Regions from separate parts of the Mus musculus genome. Here region 2 is linked to region 1. A link is a contact called in public HiChIP or PLAC-seq data. All regions are on one chromosome and are shown on one strand. Each heading gives the region's core, a stretch centred on a gene start, on an enhancer-like site or on the middle of the called end of the contact. The rest is flanking DNA. Distances are from core to core; before and after follow the strand shown.

Region 1 (5,321 bases), core at 2,055-4,554:
CAAATCAACACCCTGCTTGCAATTAGCTGAGGATGTCTTTATCTTCCCTGGCAGAGATACGCCATGCAACATCAGCTCCCGCAATCACCTGTTGACTGAGATCATGAGAGATGATAATCATATCTGTGGTCCTTTCTGCCTCTTTGCCAGCCTGCCTCTTGGAGCAGGGATATACTGAAGCATGCAACAGCTTGTCTGTTTCGTTTATGCCCAAAGAAATCACTTTTGATCCTTTTATTTTTCTCTGATATTTTTCCTATTCCTTGTTCCATTCATTTCTGTTATTAACCTTTTAAAATGAATTATTTTATTATGGGGATTTATATGTATACATCTCTGTGTGAGGGTGCGCATACATGCGTGGGTTCCCAAAGAGTCTAGGAGGCCATGCCAGAATCCCTGGAGTGGAATCAGAGGCTGCTCTTCTAGAGATCCTGAGTTCATATCTCAGCAACCACAAGGTAGCTCACAACCATCTGTAATGGGACCAAATGCCCTCTTCTGGTGTGCATGAAGTCAGGGTACTCATATACATAAAATAAATAAATAAATAAATCTTAGAAAGAAAAGTAAGAAATACTTTACGGGTTTTTTTTCATTGACTTTTTAAAAATATTTTTATTAGCTATTTTCCTCATTTACATTACTTTACGTTTTTTAAATTAGTATCACTTAAACTATATATGGATAATCTGACCAAATCTCATAGAGAGGCAGTGTATCGGAGAGGTTGCTGAAAAAGGAACAAACTTCCCAGGGGTCACCTCTGAGCAGCACTAGGCCCATAGCATAATTTTCAGCATGGCTAACTCTACAATTTATGATAACTCTGACGTGAGCTACAGTCAAACCCGCATGTGCAAAGCGGTATTGCTAAAGTAGAGGGCAGAACATTGTAGCAGCCCAGGAGACTTGCATTGTGTCTGGTGTCTGCTGGTTTTCTTGGAGTCCTTTGGAGTCTTTGTAACAGGTAAACATGTTTCTCTTGCTGCTTCCCTCCCTATGTCTTTCAACATATTTTTTTTTTACTATGATGCATCTATTTATGGGCCCTTAATTAACTAGTTAATTAATTTGCCAATCTGGCTTAAAACTAGCTTAGTAGCTGAAAACCTTATGCTTCAGGCGCTCCTATCTCGGCCTCCTAGGTGCTGGGATTACAGCTGGATCGAATGTGTTGCTCCCAGGCTCGATTTATGCAATCCTTGGACTTGAACATAGAGCTCCTGTCAGGCTAAGTAAGCACCCTCCCCCATTGAACTACGTCCTTATGGCCATCTGAGGAGCTGCCTGAATGATTTCCTTCTGTACGGCTACAACCGCAACCATAACGCTGAACAGGGTATTGAGAGCGAACATTCTTGTTACCATCCTCGAAAGCTAACATTTATGTAGCCTTTTACAGTGAAGTAGGTGGCTAGCTGTAAGTTTTTATGACTCTTTTTCTTTTCTTTTCTTTTTTTTAAATTTTTTTTTCGAGACAGGGTCTCTCTGTGTAGCCCTGGCTGTTCTTGAACTCACTCTGTAGCCCAGGCTGGCCTCAAACTCAGAAATCCTCCTGTCTCTGCCTCCCAAGTGCTGGGATTAAAGGCGTGCGCCACCACTGCCCAGCGAGACTCTTTTTCTTTAGACAGGTTCTTATAGCCTAAGCCCAGGTTAGCCTCAAACGTATAATCCTCTTTCTCCCAGTGTCCTAAGAGCTGGAATTGCGAGTATTTGCCATCATGGCTAGGGGAAAACTGTCTCTGATTTTTCTGCACGAGGCTGAGTTCCTTGGATCTTATTTTCTCAAAATTTAGACGTTTTGAAGCTATTATTTCATTTAAAAAATTATTTCTTCTTTTTCTAACTCCAGTCCTGTGAGTGGTGGACTACATTGTCGTGTCTCATAGGTCACAGAGATCCTATACATTTTTATTGTATATTATATTAATTGTACAATACTGTATGTTATTATAAACTATCTGCTTTATTTTTAGATGTAAAATAAAAAAAAGAAAAATACTTTTCGAAGGTTCTGTGTCCAGTTGTCTGACAGATGTCTCAGTGGTTAAGAGCACATGGTACTCTTGCAGAGGACCCATGTCAACTCCCAGGAACCCTCGTGGTGCCTCACAACCATTTGTAACTCCAGTCCCAAGGGTCAGACGCTCTCGTTGACTTCCCCAGGAACTAGGCAAGCATAGTACACATACATGCATGCAGACAGACACTCATGCACATAAATCTTTTAAAAAGAAATCGCAAAGGTGTGAGTCCAACACACAATCAACTGGCAAATGGCTGTACCTTCTTTTGTTCTGCATAGAACAGTGCTCACTTGGTATATCGTGCATTGACCTCGCAGGAATCCCTAACAGCAACTTAACTTTTTAGCTAACTTAAAATATTTTTTGAGGTTTCATTCAACAAAGGATGTGTTGCTACTGGTCGTGCACTTCTTTTCTTTTTTAAGATTTATTTATTTATTTATTTATTTATTTATTATAAGTACACTGTAGCTGTCCTCAGACACAGCAGAAGAGGGCATCGGATGTCATTACAGATGGTTGTGAGCCACCATGTGGTTGCTGGGATTTGAACTCAGGACCTCTGGAAGAGCAGCAGTTAGTACTCGTAACCACTGAGCCATGCACTTCTAAGTTTCCAAGAAGGCTTGCAAAAACTCACCAAGTAGGACTGGCCAAGATGCCAAGGCACCTGCCGCCAAGCCTGAGGGCCTGAGTTAGATCCCCTGCACTCACTCCACAGAAAGAAAGCACTGACGCCCGCAAGATGCCCTCCGACCTCCACACACGTGCCGCGGAAGGTGCGTGAGCACGCAAAACCCACAAAAATAAATGTAAATTAAAGTGTGATTAAAACTTGAAACGTTGACCAGAGCTCCTAGCGTCGTAAAGACGTTCCTAAATTGTTTGAAAGTACATGCCAGCCGAGGAAAGTGGAATAACAACAGCTGAGCCAAATGAGAACTTCACCTCGACAGGTGAAAAGTCAAAGGACACAGGCAGAGCTGTCCATTAACCCCAGGACTGGCCGGGACTTTAACCAGCAGCTGATCTTGTGTTCACAGCACGTGCGCTGCTTCACTCTGGAGGGAAGATGAGCGGACTGACTCCTGTCTTCATCTCCGGTGCTCTGTCCTTCCTCCTGCAGCATCAGGAGCAGGCCTAACCAGTGGCGAGGCCAGGCTCCGCGCGGTCCTAGCTCTGTCCAGCCCTGCCCAGCGCCCGGGCTCTCCGCCGCTCCCCAGGCCCCGCCCACGGCCGCCCGTCACGTGACGACGCGCCCCGCCCCCTGCCCCGCCTCACGTGATCTCGCCTAGGGAGAGAAAGCCTGACCCCGTCTCCTGCGCTCACCGGCGTCTCTCCGCAGCTCTCGGTTCCCCCGCGGAGCTTGGCCGCCATGCGGCTCCCTTCGGCAGCCGGGCCCCGGCCGGGCCGTCCCCGCCGCCTGCCGGCGCTGCTGCTGCTGCCGCTGCTGGGAGGCTGCCTGGGGCTCGTGGGGGCGGCTCGCAGGCCCAACGTGCTGCTGCTGCTCACCGACGACCAGGACGCGGAGCTCGGCGGCATGGTAACTCGTGTCCACGCCCTCCCCTTGCCCCTTTGCTGGGCCGCTTGGCCGTGGGTGGCTGTGCGCGGTCACTCCGGGCCCTCCGGGAGCTTGGACGAGTCATGGGACCCGGCTTCCTCCCCCGAGCTCACCCACAGGCTCGCACCGTGCGCACGGTGCCTCCAGCCTGGACCTTACTGCTGCAGTGGACACTCGCCGCTCAGGGCAAACCTGTGGAGGCCAGTGATTGATTAGGGAGATCCGAGGCCACGTCAGCCCTCTTCACGGAGGACCTGGGACGTCGGCATCCGTGCTTCTGTGGTGGCTATAAAAGTGGGTTTGTAGGCTGTCGAGCTGTTATTGACAGAGAGTGTTTTTGCTTAAGAAGCATCAAAACCAAAATCAATTGGCCTAATCGAACAGTTGGCTGAGGCATTACTGTCAGGGCTCCAATTTAGGTCTAATGGGTGTTAGTCATGAAGACTGCATTTCCTTCCCAGTCACTTCTGCTCTTTCGAGGTTCCGGAATTTGACCTTTGGGAACATGAACGCCAATCTCCATCCATTGGTGCTCTAGGGATTTGCCCAAAGCACTGAGCGGGAGGAGGCAGATTAGGACCAACCCTCCAATGGTATTCCGTCCTGGGTCAGCATTGCTCTCACTAAAAAGGAAAAAGAAACAAGTCGAGACTCTCTCCCTCTTTCGGTTCTCCTTCTGCTTTCAGCTGATTGCGGTAGCTGTGAAACCTCTAAGCAGGAGGGTCCTACTTTTTCCTGTGTGGTCATTAACCCTGGCTCAATGTCCTTCAAGTTGCTGGTCCCAGCTGATCAGTGAGTTGTGAAATGAGTCTAGTGAGCCAACATTTTGGTTTTCCACGTGTCACATGTGATAATGGTTAGCAGAGCCTGTGTATTTCTGGGCTGGGCAGTAACACTTTGCCTTCCGCGAACTGTCTTTTTCTAGATGGTGTTCTGTTACCAATCCCCTTGGCCCTTCTCTATATCTACATAGATCCCATTCATCGCCTTGTTGCTGTTGTGGTATCCCCTGAGCCATAAGGATGTTGAATCTCTTCTCCCCTCCCACCCTGCTGGAGGGCCTGCTAAGCCAGTTCTCTCTCAGAGCGAGCCCCCACCCCCTGTACCAAAAGTCTTGACTTAATTCCCTCTTAGGTTTTATTATCCCTCCCTCCAACAGTTCCCATAGCTCTCTTCTCTTTCTTTCTCTTTCTCTTTGCTTTATTTCGTTTGTTTGGTTGTGTTTTGTTTCGTTTTGAGACAGGGTCTCACTGTATAGCCGCGGCTAGCCTTGAACTCACAGAGATCCATCTTCTGTTTCACCGGTGCTGGGATTTCAAAAAAAAAAAAGTATTTTGTTCAGGAAAAAAAAAAAAATGCTGTCTCTCCCAGAGTACTCAACAGGTCAGCCTTAATACTGCTGTTGGAAACAAAATCCACTACTTACATATAAGGTGCCCCAGCTTAGTGACTGTCACTTAGCACAGCTGTTGTCTGTGTATAGTCGAGGTCTTTCACTTTGTGTTAATGGTACTTGCCTCTAGAACTTTCTCTTTTTCTGTTTGCTTCTTTATACCAGTAGGATGTGTGTATAGGGGGAGCGTATGTGCACACAGTGGCCTGAATAGAGTGGAGGTTAGAAGACGGCGTCCCCCCTTCTCCACGAGTGTCCTGGGAGCTTAAACTCCTCAGGCTTGGCAGAGGTTTGCATGTACCCTTGAGTCACCTCGATGGCCCTGGGCTCTTTTTTT
Region 2 (5,321 bases), core at 1,731-4,230, 40 kb after region 1:
GGTGGTACCACAGTCCTGAGTGTATAAAAAATAATAAGTAAATCAAGAGGTGTCAACCCTAGGAGGGTGGTCCTGAATGGTATAAGACAGCAGGCTGAGCAAGCCATGAGGAGCAAGCCAGAAAGCAGCACCCTTCCATGGTCTCTGCATCAGCTCTTGCCTCCAGGTTCCTGCCCTGTGTGAGTTCCTGTCCTGACTTCTCGGGATGCTGGACAAGGACCTGGAAGATGAAGCACAGCCTTTCCTCCCCAAGTTCCTGTTGGTCTGGTGTTTTCTCACAGCAACAGAAACCCAGACTAAGACAGGAGGGCTGCCAGGACTGAACCCTTCCACAGCTTAAGTCCCCGCTCCTCCACTGAGCTTCTGCCTCGGCCCCAAATCCAGTTTTCTGCTACACTCTGCTCATTCTGCAATCTTCAGGATTTGTCCCTCCTGTTAGCCAAGGCTTCTTTCATTACAGGTACCTGCAGCAGAGCAAAGCCGGCCAATGGTAAACGTTCAACTTCTCCCCAAAGAGGACACAACTACATTGTCCAGCTTCAATGACCTGTGCCTGTAGCCCCAGCATTAGGACAATTTGTGGTCTTTCTTCCTCAGTCCTTATCTTCCAGGAGGCAGGAGGATTACAAGTTCAAAACCAAAGGGTTAGAGCATTCCAGGAGCCTGCAGTACATAGTCAGAACTTCTCGGGGGGGGGGGGGGGGGACGACAGGAACTGACCATGTTGCTCAGTGCTGCCTACCACTTGCCCACTGTGCACCAAGCCCTAGGTTTAATCCCTGCCACCGCCCCCACTAAGTGCATGCATATTACATACCCAGGAATATAAATAAACACGAGTCCTAGCCTATTGTTACTAAAGAGGGTAGATGTGTCTTTGTGGATTGGTTGCTAAATGTACCCAGCATATGTTGGAAAATATTTTAATGGGATCCCTGGCTGGCAGCTCATCACAGACCACCCTTCTCTCCAGTGACTTCTCCGTGGTTTCCAAAAGCCTCTGACCCAAGGCAGGAGCACCTGTTGGCACTGCCCTGGCCTCCTCTGCGAGCCGAGATGGCAGCAGCTCCGACACATGGTGATTCTATTCTGCCCACGCCCCTACGACTTAAGCTGTGTGGCCTTGCTTCCCAGCTCTGGCATCTCCCGCATATGGACTCCGGTCAGTGTGACACCTTGGTTGCTTCCTAGGGAGCTGGAATGAGTGTCGACTAAGGCTGTGTCACCTCCCAAGGCTGCCTCAGTCTTCTACTGCACTCTCCCAGATGCTTGCACATGAAGCCCACAAGGCCACGGCGAGCCCTCTCACAGAACGAGAACAGAGAAGCTTCCCGTCTACGATCCTGGCTTCCTGCGTCCTCCCTACAATGCCCCAAAGTGCTGCCCAGGCAGAGCTCAGCTGGGGCAAAAGCCACAGTCACACAGGCCATAAGCTGCAACTGTGTGTGTCTGAGGAGGACAAGCTGCCCAGGAAGCTGTTGTCACACCTTTGGGAAGTCCCCCCTGCTAGGAGAGATGCAAAGCTCCCCCCCCCCCCCCGAAAATAATGCCTGGCTTCAAGGAAATAACCAACTGAGGGAACCAACCTGGTTTTGTTCTTGTGACAATCCCTGAGAGCCATTCAGACAGGAAGGACTTCACTATGGAGCCCAGGCTAGCCTTGAAGCTACATTCCCCAGGCTCCGCCCCATCCTGCCCCTGCCCCTTCCCCCCCACCCCCCTCCCCCCTCCCCCCCTCCCCGTCCGTCCCCCGTCCCCCCCCCACCTCAGGGGTGCTGGGGTAATAAAGGTAAGCTTCCACACTCTCGCTTAGGGAGGGGGTGAGAGTTTACAGGCATGGAAACAAAGATTGGCAAAAAACAAAGATTGAGGCCTCCAGCTGTGGTCTGGATCACTCAGCATTAGCATCACCTTGGCCATGAAAAGACCGGAGAGCCCGGCGGCCCCACTGCTCCAGGTACCTTGAATCTAAGTTTTGTTACTGCCTCTCTGGCGAATACAGCGGAAGGCCAATCACCCTACAGTTGTGAGTGTTCTGTGTTTAAATCAATTTCCTTCTGTAAGAATCAACTTTTAAAATACAAACAAGACACTTGGCAGTGGCCACGCCACAGATCCAGTTCCCTCTGGCTCGCACACCTTGCTTGGCCTCCACAACCATGTCTGGCTAAGATAAAAAATTCTCTTAAGTCAAAATTGAAGGTGACAGAGAATGCCGGAAGAGAGACAAAATGGGTGGATTGCAACGAAATATAAATCACCAGCTTGCACCCCACACCCTGCAAGTGTTACCTTGTGTTAGCTCTTTTTAAAAGTTTCATTTTAAGGACTGGAGAGATGGCTCAGTGGTTAAGAGCACTGACTGCTCTTCCAGAGGTCCTGAGTTCAGTTCCCAGCAACCACATGGTGGCTCACGACCATCTGTTATGGGATCTGATGGCCTCTTCTGGTGTGTCTGAAGACAGCTACAGTGTACTCGTCATATATAGAAAATAAAATCTTTAAAAAAAAAAAAAAGAAAGAAAGAAAGAAAGAAAGAAAGAAAGGAAGAAAGAAAGAAAGAAAAAAGAAGAAAAAAAGAAAAAGAAAAAGCCGGGCCGGGTGGTGGTGGCGCACGCCTTTAATTAATCCCAGCACTTGGGAGGCAGAGGCAGGCGGATTTCTGAGTTCAAGGCCAGCCTGGTCTACAGAGTGAGTTCCAGGACAGCCTGGAATATGTAGAAACTGTCTCAAAAGACAAAACAAAACAAACTAATAAAGTTATCACAAACTTGATTGGCTAAAGTAATTCCCTCCCCAGAACAAAGATAATCCCTTAAAAATTTAGAGTCCTGTGCTGCTGTGTGAATAAACATTTCTAAGTCCCATCTCACCTGCCTCAGAAACAAAGACAGGAGCTTCGGGGAGCTCGGTGCCAAGGTATGGGGCTGGCAGGATGTTAAGATGGCGGAGTCTCTGCACTGGTGCAGAGGTCTGCCTTGTCTAAAAAGAGCTCCCTCGTTGAAGTCTTCGAAGGATTTTCTCTCAGAAACCAGAGCTTTACAGCACAAACTGCTTCTCAATCTTATCACCTATGACAGACCGACTGGGAGTGGTTCCCCAAAAAGCAAAGCAAAACCAGAGGAAACCAGACCAGAGACCAAGCCAGAGCCTAACCCCACCGTGCAGACGACCAGGTGAGCCAGCTCCATAGCTGGCCCGCCCTCCAGGCTCTCACCGGGCCTTCCTCTCCACCCTTGACTCTTTAGCAGAGATTCTTTCTAGAACACCAAATTAAGCAAGTTGCGGTTCACGTCGGAAGTCAGCACAGGGAGAACTCGAAATTTTTCGGTCCTTTGCTAAGGATGGTGCCTGTCTCGGGACTGGCTGAGCGGCTCAGCCCACTGCAGCTTTGGGTGGCTTGCCTTCCTTTCCTGGTTGTTCTAGGAATTTTCTGACCAATTACAAGAGGAACACTAGGAATGAATGGTCCCCTGCCCTGCCCTGCCCACTCCTCCCAGGCAACAGACCTTAAAGGAAAAGCAGGACAGTTCCTGCCCTGTATTTCAGGATTAGCCCCTAAATCGGTGGCTCTCAGCCCTCCTAACACTGCGACCCTTTCATACAGTTCCTCTCATTGTGGTGACTCCCTGTCTTAGTCAGGGTTTCTATTCCTGCACAAACATCAGGACCAAGAATCAAGTTGGGGAGGAAAGGGTTTATTTGGCTTACACTTCCATACTGCTGTTCATCACCAAAGGAAGTCAGGACTGGAACTCAAGCAGGTCAGGAAGCAGGAGCTGATGCAGAAGCCATGGAGGGATGTTCTTTACTGGCTTGCCTCACCTGGCTTGCTCAGCCTGCTCTCTTATAGAACCCAAGACTACCAGCCCAGAGATGGTCCCACCCACAAGGGGCCTTTCCCCCTTGATTACTAACTGAGAAAATGCCTTACAGTTGGATCTCATGGAGGCATTTCCTCAACTGAAGCTCCTTTCTCTGTGATAACTCCAGCTGTGTCAAGTTGACACAAAACTAGCCTGTACAATTGACCCCTTGTCAACTTGACACACAAACACATCACTAGTAAGCCTCAACCCTTACATTCTTATTCATCCCCAAGATCTAAATAACTTTAAAAGTCCCACAGTCTTTACATATTCTTAAAATTTCAATCTCTTTAAAATATCCATCTCTTTTAAAATCCAAAGTCTTTTTACAATTAAAAGTTTCTTAACTGTGGGCTCCACTAAAACAGTTTCTTCAAGAGGGAAAATATCAGGGCACAGTCACAATCAAAAGCAAAAATCAATCTACAACTGTCCAATCTCTGGGATCCAACTTACGATCTTCTGGGCTCCTCCAAGGGCTTAGGTCACTTCTCCAGCCATGCCCTTTGTAGCACACGCGTCATCCTCTAGGCTCCAGATGCCTGTACTCCACTGCTGCTGCTGCTCTTGGTGGTCATCTCATGGTACTGGCATCTCCAAAACACTGCATGACCCCTTCAGTCCTGGACCTTCAATTGCACCTTCACCAATGACCTTCCATGGCCTCTCACAGTGCCGAGCCTCAGCTGCTCTGTGTGACCCCTTCATGCCTTCAAAACCAGTACCACCTGGGTGACCCTTACATATTACCAAGTCCCGCTGCAGCAGGAGTACAACCTTGGCCATCTCTGGAACACAGCCTCTTTGTGCTTTCAGAAAACACTTCCCAGAAGATGTCACCTCAATGATGCTGGTCTCTTCTTAATCACCACTAATTTCTTAGCTCCAGCTAACCAGCATCAATAGTCCCAGTAATGCAAAGTTTTTGCTTTAGTAGTTCTGGTATCTTGTTAATCACAGCTGATTCTTCAGCCCCAGCTAACCAGAACTACACAATCTTCACAATCAAAACAGCAATGGCCCTGAAAAGAGTCTTTAATTTTCCCTCTGAAATTTCACAAACCAAACCTCCATCTTCTGCAGTGTTCTCAACATTATCTTCCAAGCTCCTACACAACATCTGACAGAGCTCTTAACAATGGATGGATCTTCAAGCCCAAAGTTCCAAAGTCCTTCCATAGCCCTCCCCAAAACATGGTCAGGTTGTCACAGGAATACCCCACTCTGCTGGTACCAATTTGTCTTAGTCAGGGTTTGTATTCCTGCACAAACATCATGACCAAGAAGCAAGTTGGGGAGGAAAGGGTTTATTCGGCTTACACTTCCATACTGCTGTTCATCACCAAGGAAGTCAGGACTGGAACTCAAGCAGGTCAGGAAACAAGAGCTGATTCAGAGGCCATGGAGGGATGTTCTTTACTGGCTTGCCTCACCTGGCTTGCTCAGCCTGCT

What was found. HiChIP or PLAC-seq counts read pairs in DNA pulled down with a chosen protein or histone mark.
Region 2: a contact with region 1 is called in an H3K27ac HiChIP or PLAC-seq map of embryonic stem cells, with 19 read pairs. The contact joins the enhancer-like site here to the promoter of Gns in region 1. A contact is called at or near these places in 2 of 39 promoter capture datasets (the C10 cell line and pre-B cells), 9 of 484 Hi-C or Micro-C datasets (B cells, centrocytes, embryonic stem cells and 6 more), 5 of 115 datasets of contacts at active chromatin or transcription factors (the HPC-7 cell line, embryonic stem cells, extraembryonic endoderm stem cells and 1 more) and 3 of 9 other capture datasets (adipose tissue, liver and pancreatic islet).

Annotation. Positions count from the first base shown.
Region 1 is chr10:121,361,786-121,367,106 of GRCm38.p6, forward strand. It overlaps Gns (glucosamine (N-acetyl)-6-sulfatase), which reads left to right and starts at 3,305. Exons shown (of 14, transcript NM_029364.4): 1 at 3,305-3,573. The coding sequence starts at 3,406. It overlaps Gm51786 (a long non-coding RNA gene), which reads left to right. Exons shown (of 3, transcript XR_003948972.1): 3 at 1,149-1,482.
Region 2 is chr10:121,402,256-121,407,576 of GRCm38.p6, forward strand. No RefSeq gene overlaps it. Among named protein-coding and RNA genes, the nearest start is that of Gns, 40 kb to the left of the region's middle. Within about 2 kb of position 2,981, at least 5 of the 459 cell types and tissues checked have an H3K27ac peak or open chromatin away from gene starts, as enhancers often do. A contact at or near this core is called in embryonic stem cells, where this site is marked.